2 separate regions of the Rattus norvegicus genome follow, and region 1 is linked to region 2. The links are chromatin contacts, called in public Hi-C maps. All regions are on one chromosome and are shown on one strand. The core of a region is the stretch at or near the end of the contact, and the rest is flanking DNA. Distances in the headings are between cores, read along the strand shown. Region 1 overlaps LOC134479026 (a long non-coding RNA gene). Region 2 holds the start of Ttc22 (tetratricopeptide repeat domain 22).

Region 1 (3,068 bases), core at 45-2,544, 200 kb after region 2:
AGCTGTTGGCAACAGAAAGCAGATTGAGACACCTCTCAATAGGCCTGAGTTAGTCAGGCCACTGTCCCTCCCAGGCCTGAGTCAGTGGGACAGGATCTTCAAGACGTATAGTTAAGGGCCACATCCTGATAAGCACCCTCTAGGTGTAAGGCCTGGGTTCAGGAAAAAGAGCAACAAAGGACAGGTGTGAAGGAAGGAGTGCCAGTCAGAAGCTATGAGGAGAGGCTAAGTGGGTTTCCTGAGAAAAAACATCAAGTACCCTCTGTGCAGAAAACGCTCATCTATGGTTGCTGGTGGGGCCTGTGGGTGCACAATTAAGACCAGGTGAAGTTGGGAGGCTATGGCGCATGCCTTTAATCCCAGCACTCAGAGGTAAGGCAGGAGGATCTCTGAGTTCAAGGCCAGCCTGGTCTACAGAGTGAGTTTCAGGACAGCCAAGGTTACACAGAGAAACCCTGTCTCAAAAAAAACAAAATTAAAAAGAAGTACAGGTGAGGCCTGTGGGTGCAGGTGACATCTTGGTGCTGCTGTCCCACGCGTTGTCAGCTCAATTGCCTAGGATGTCTGTCTGCCCTAGTGTCTAGGGATGGTTGACACAGTACAGAGCTTCATGAGTAGGGTCACTAAACTCCACAGCAGCCCCACAGACCAGTCTTCACTGCCATTTAAAAAAAAATAGAGAACAGTCCAGTGGCCACTGCTAGAAGGTAGCTGGGATGGGTTTTGAACCTAGATGTGTCTGAATGCAAAAGGCCATATCTGTTGCCTCAAGTCATAGAAATCCAGCCAAGGGAGCTCGCTGGCCAGCAGGAGTGAGCAGACTGAAACTCAGAAGCCTCAGAAGAATGGGATGTGGGTGAGGGTCACTCAGAACCGAATGCCAGGAGGTGAGAGAGGGTTGGGAGCCAGTCCTCTGCAGTCTCAAGGTGTTCACGTATCTGGCTGGAGGGAGGAGAGAGAGAAAAGCTGGGTCGTTAGTAGGCTGCAGGGCCCTGGCTCCCCCTCCACCTCTCCAGCGGATCGCCCGCCCAGGCTTTGCAAGTCACCCTTCCGAGGAGCACAGACCGCACCCCACAGACACCCCCTTGCTGCCCGCCAGCTCAGCCTCCCTCCCGGAGCGGCCGGAAGCCGCAGTCGCTCTGCAGACACCCCCTGGTGGAAACAGCTCATTACGGGATGGAGAAAATGTGCTAGAACATTAGCTTAATAAATCAAACGCTCCCGCAGCAGCCAGCCGCCGCCGCTCAGCTAGGCGGTGCCGCGGCGCCCACGCCCGCTGGGCCGGGTGGCGGGGTAGGCGCCTGTCGCAGCTCCCTCCTGCCTTGGCGGAGCTAGGCGGGCACCCCCCACCCTCCCGTCCTGTCCCGTCCCGCCCCGAAGCCGCCTCCGCATGGGCGAAGCCTATCTAAGTCCAAGCTCCCTTGGTTTGACTCCTGACACTGGCCTACGACTAGAACCTAATCTCCCAGAAACCTCACCCTTCCAGTGAAGGAACTTCATCCTTCCAATGAAGCAAAGCAGACCCTTTGACTGGGGGCCAAACAAGGGCCTTTGCTCTCCCTAATTCCCCTTAACCAGTGAGACGCACACTGCCCTCCCCCTTTTTCAGAATAGTGATCCTGGCAGCCTGTGGTTACTTCCAGCCTAGCCTTCCCTCTGCCCTTCAGCACCAGCTGTGAACACACACACACACACACACACACACACACACACACACACACACACACAATTTGTCCCCAAGGAGGTGTTTCACCTGAAGAAAGACCTGCTAGCTAGAAGGCTAGCCCAGCAACTTAGCTGGTCTGTAGAAAAGCTCACCGGGACTTAGGAATTGACAGAGATGAGCATTTAGTGAACCCTGGGGTTTTGCACTGGTTGGGCAGGGTAGCACTGCTGAACATGACCCCCCCCACCCCAGCCCCCAGCAACCTGCTCCCACCTTCTTGGAAAGTTGACCTATCTGGCCTGTGTCTTCCAGTCCTGGCTTCTGTTTTAGCACACTGGGCACCCAGGGAGCAGACCTGCCATCTCCACTGGCTCAGTTTCCCTCTCTGTACAAAGCTTAGCTCTCAAGATGCTAGAAGGTTCTGCTTCTTCTGTATCCCTGTCACTGGCTTAGACAGGGAGGGGTGAAACTGCCCGGGGTCCCTGAGCAGGGAGAGCTGCTCTTGAGAGCCATTCTTCCAGCTCTCTCTGGGCAGAGGGAGAGGGAAAAATTCAATTACCAGACCTTCTATTTGTCAACTCCTCCCTCCCCATCGACTTAATTTTCCTCAGCCAGACCTAGAGTTAGAGGCATGAGTGAGCCTGCAGGCCTGGAGAGGGAGGGAGGAAGAGGGGAAGGAAGGGGCCCCAAACAGATGTGGGCACCGGCTTCTTGGACGCACACCAAACCAGGGATCTTCTGGTGAGACGAGAAAACAACAGACTCAGTAGGTATGCAGGTATTCTCTGGGTCCTCAGCCCACCCAAAGGACACAGAGCCCCTCCTCCAAGGAGACTTTCTGAACCTCTCAGGCTGAGCTGGGTGCCCTTTAATTCCTCTGATATCATGCTGCCATGGCTCCATTAACTTTTACTCCATTTATTTATTGTTAGTGTGTGTGTGTGTGTGTGTGTGTGTGTGTGTGTGTGTGTGTGTGTGAGTGACATGGGTGTCGTTTTAGATTTATTTTAATTTCTTATTTGTATGTGTGTGTTTGGTTGAATGTACGCCACATGTATGTGGGTGTCCCCACAAGCCAGAAGAGGCCTTTGGAGCCCCTGGAACTGGAGTTACAGGCACTTGTGAACCACCTAATGTGAGTGCTAGAACCAAAATTGAACTTAAGTCCTCTGAAAGAACAACTGGTACTCTTTGTTGGTATTCTGTCTAAGCTCCACCCACAGGGCTACCTGTGAACAGCCAGGTATGCTCTGGCCCACAGTTGCCTAGCAACAGCCAGCTGTGTCTGACTATATAAGGGGCTGCTTGCCCCCTCCTCTCCCTTTATTTTTTAAAGATTTATTTATTTACTCTATATAAGTACACTTTCTCTGTCTTCAGACATACCAGAAAAGGGCATCAG
Region 2 (2,859 bases), core at 4-2,503:
TATGATAAGTTTTGCATTCAAAACTATTAAATGGGGGCTGGAGCAATGGCTCAGCGGTTAAGAGCACTGGGAACCAGGGGAACCTTGGTTCATTTCCCAGCACTCACATGGCAACTCACAATTGTCTGTAATTCTAGTTCCAGGGGATCCAACACACCCTCACGCAGACACATATGCAGGTGAAACACCAATGCAAATAAAAAAAAGGAACCATCAAAACAAATTCTAAAAGGCTTTCAAAAAGTATTAAATGTATTACATTCAAATTTAAAATCAGTACAAACAGCATCCAATTGTTTTGACTTGAAAATATTGCTGAAGTCATGGTTTCTTCAAATTCACTAACTGACTCTATTTTCTCTGGTGAAAACGCCGGTCTCCTTCTGACGAGCTGGGGGGGGGGGGGGGGGATGGTGCCGCAAGAGCCCAGCCTCAGGATGAGTTAGGAAGAGTCCAAGGTCAGACATGCTGGAAAGCCTAGTCTACAGGGCACCCCAGTTCAACCTGGACGCTAGAAGCCAGATGGCCCCTGAGGGAGATAGCATAGAGCAGGAAGACAGCAGTCTCAGAGCAGGGAGTGGGACCAGCTGGGCACTGATCCAGACAAGTGAAGCCACGCATATCCAGGGCAGGCATCCATCAGTTTTACCTATGTATCTCCTGGTCCTTCACAGGGAACTGTGGCATGTCACAGAGGAGGAAAAGCCGAAGTATAAGGGATTGTGCTTTATTAGGGACGGAGAAACAAACGTAGATCTAGGCGCCTTAGTTTTGCAGTCTCGGCCCACTGCTGAGCAGAGGAGAGCCGAGATATTCAGTTGAGAAGCCAGATGCACAGTCTGGAGAAAGACGGGAGGGCGGTGGCCCGCTGTGCTCGGCAGAAGGGCTCCAGAACACACACAGCTCTGGAGTGAGCAAGGCTTGCTTAGCTGGAAGGGCCTGTCCTGACAGCTCCGTGTGGAGGGTGGAGCAATGCCAATGGAGGAAGGACTTGGCCGGCCTGGGCAACCTGAGGTTCCAGGTCTCCTTGGGCATTACCTGGTTCTGTGACGTTGACACCTTTCTTTTCTGAACCTCTCTTCATCTGCTGAGTAGCTGAAATCTGCCTTTGCCACTTACTGGGTTTGTGAGCCTCGCACTTGGCAATGCACCACACCTGTTTTTCAGGCACACCTGCTTGTGCAATGCTGCTGTCTAGCAGCGAAAGCGGAAACAGCTACAGGGCGAGCCCTTCGTCTGCTCTGGGAGCCACCCACTTGCAAGAGGTGCCCAGGACCGCCGTGCGTGCGGGGCTCCCTCCGGGGCTGCCCCATCCACTGTCCTTGGGAGTTAGAGGAGGCCAGGGCAGCCAGGGGCAGCCATGACGGAGCCTGAGGCCGGAGCTGAGGACCTGGACACACTTCTCGACGAACTGGACTATCTGCCTGGCCACTTCCACTTGGAGATGCAGCTCAACTTCGAGCCGCGCTCACCCGCCCAGCTGCGCGCCCGGGACCTGAAGCTCCAGCGAGAGGGTCTGCGGCAGGAACTGGAGCTGGTGGCCACCCCGCAGCTGCCTGCTGTGCGTCACCTCTTGGGAGCCTTTTCCTTCTACCTGGAGGAGCTGGGTGATGCCCGCGAGCATTTCCTGGAAGTGGCCCGCAAAGACCCTGGCAACCTCAACGCCTGGGCCAATCTGGCACACGTCTACGGGCAGCTGGGCCAGGAGGAAGAGGAGGAAGCGTCCGCCGGGCGACTGGCCAGCCTTATGGGCCTGGCAGGGGACCCCGAGGATGCCCGAGACCCCCGGCTCCGCGCTGCCCGCTGCCTGGCGGAGCAGGGATATGCACATGGCTTCGACGTGGGCTGTGCCAGTCCAGAGGAGCGTGCTCAGGTGCTGGAGGCGGGCATCGCACTCTACGACAAAGCGCTGGGCTACGGTCAGCAGGTGGGTGCTGAAAGGACTGTAGTCATTCATTTCCTTTGCTGGGATGCCCGCCACCATTTCCTGCCCAGGTCACCGGGTAGCTTTGCGTTCCTGGGTGCTGCCTACCTAGCTTTCTGTTTCAGCCCCAAGACAAATCCTCCAACCAGGCTAACACATCCCTTCTTCTCCCTCCTCTGCCAGCAAGTAAGAGGTACAATCAGACACCAAAACCTTGGCGGATTTTTCTTCCTCCTCTCTCCTCTCTGTTTAGTCCCCAAAATTTGCCACTGCCTCAGTTTATAAGAGCTTCCCTCTCCTCCCTAGCCTTCCTCTGCCAGCCCAGCCTCTGAAACGTCCTGCCTGAACTTTGTGGTCACCCTCAGCTCGGCTCTCCTGCCCCATGTTTCACTATGCTGCTGATACAGTCGCTGCAGCTCACTGACTACATCCTCAACTCGGCTCCCAACCACCCCATCCCACCCCCGACTCCTAGGTTTGAGTGACATCCAAGGCCCTCCATCCTCCATTCAGGCTTTCACCTCATCCTACAACCACTCCGTCCACTGTGGGCAGGCTCCATATAGCTCTCTTCCTTCCTCTGTCTTATCTGCCTCTTCCTGCAGTACCTTGCTTCAAAATTTCCCTTCCAAGGAAGCCTCTGTGGTTCCAGGCTGGTCACAGCACCCTCTCAGCTTCCCCAGCAGTGTTCCAATTGTCCCTCTAGCCTGTCCCTCCGGCTCAGTCTCAACAGTTTTGAGAGGGGGCACAGTGGTCATCTGATTTCTCACCGTAAACCAGTGTCATGGGTACACAGTGATACTCAAAGGTCCTGGCACTTAATAGATCCTGGCGTACTTGTCCTTTATCCTGCAGATGAAGGGTCCTATGCTCAAGCGGCTTATACAATAAGCACTTACGACTGAGCAGCGCCGTGGGTATGGGATCTAAGTGTG

Evidence for each region. Hi-C and Micro-C count contacts between places; a contact is called where the count stands out from the background.
Region 1: a contact with region 2 is called in a Hi-C map of frontal cortex, with 2.2 times the contacts expected there. The contact joins the enhancer-like site here to the promoter of Ttc22 in region 2. A contact is called at or near these places in 4 of 12 Hi-C or Micro-C datasets (the A7r5 cell line, the Rat2 cell line, frontal cortex and 1 more).

Annotation. Positions count from the first base shown.
Region 1 is chr5:126,838,392-126,841,459 of GRCr8, forward strand. It overlaps LOC134479026 (a long non-coding RNA gene), which reads right to left. Exons shown (of 2, transcript XR_010051966.1): 1 at 1,940-3,068; 2 at 1-942. Among named protein-coding and RNA genes, the nearest start is that of Acot11, 35 kb to the left of the region's middle. Within about 2 kb of position 1,295, at least 46 of the 93 cell types and tissues checked have an H3K27ac peak or open chromatin away from gene starts, as enhancers often do. A contact at or near this core is called in the A7r5 cell line and liver, where this site is marked.
Region 2 is chr5:126,633,896-126,636,754 of GRCr8, forward strand. Ttc22 (tetratricopeptide repeat domain 22) reads left to right here and starts at 1,254. Exons shown (of 7, transcript NM_001106671.1): 1 at 1,254-1,927. The coding sequence starts at 1,361.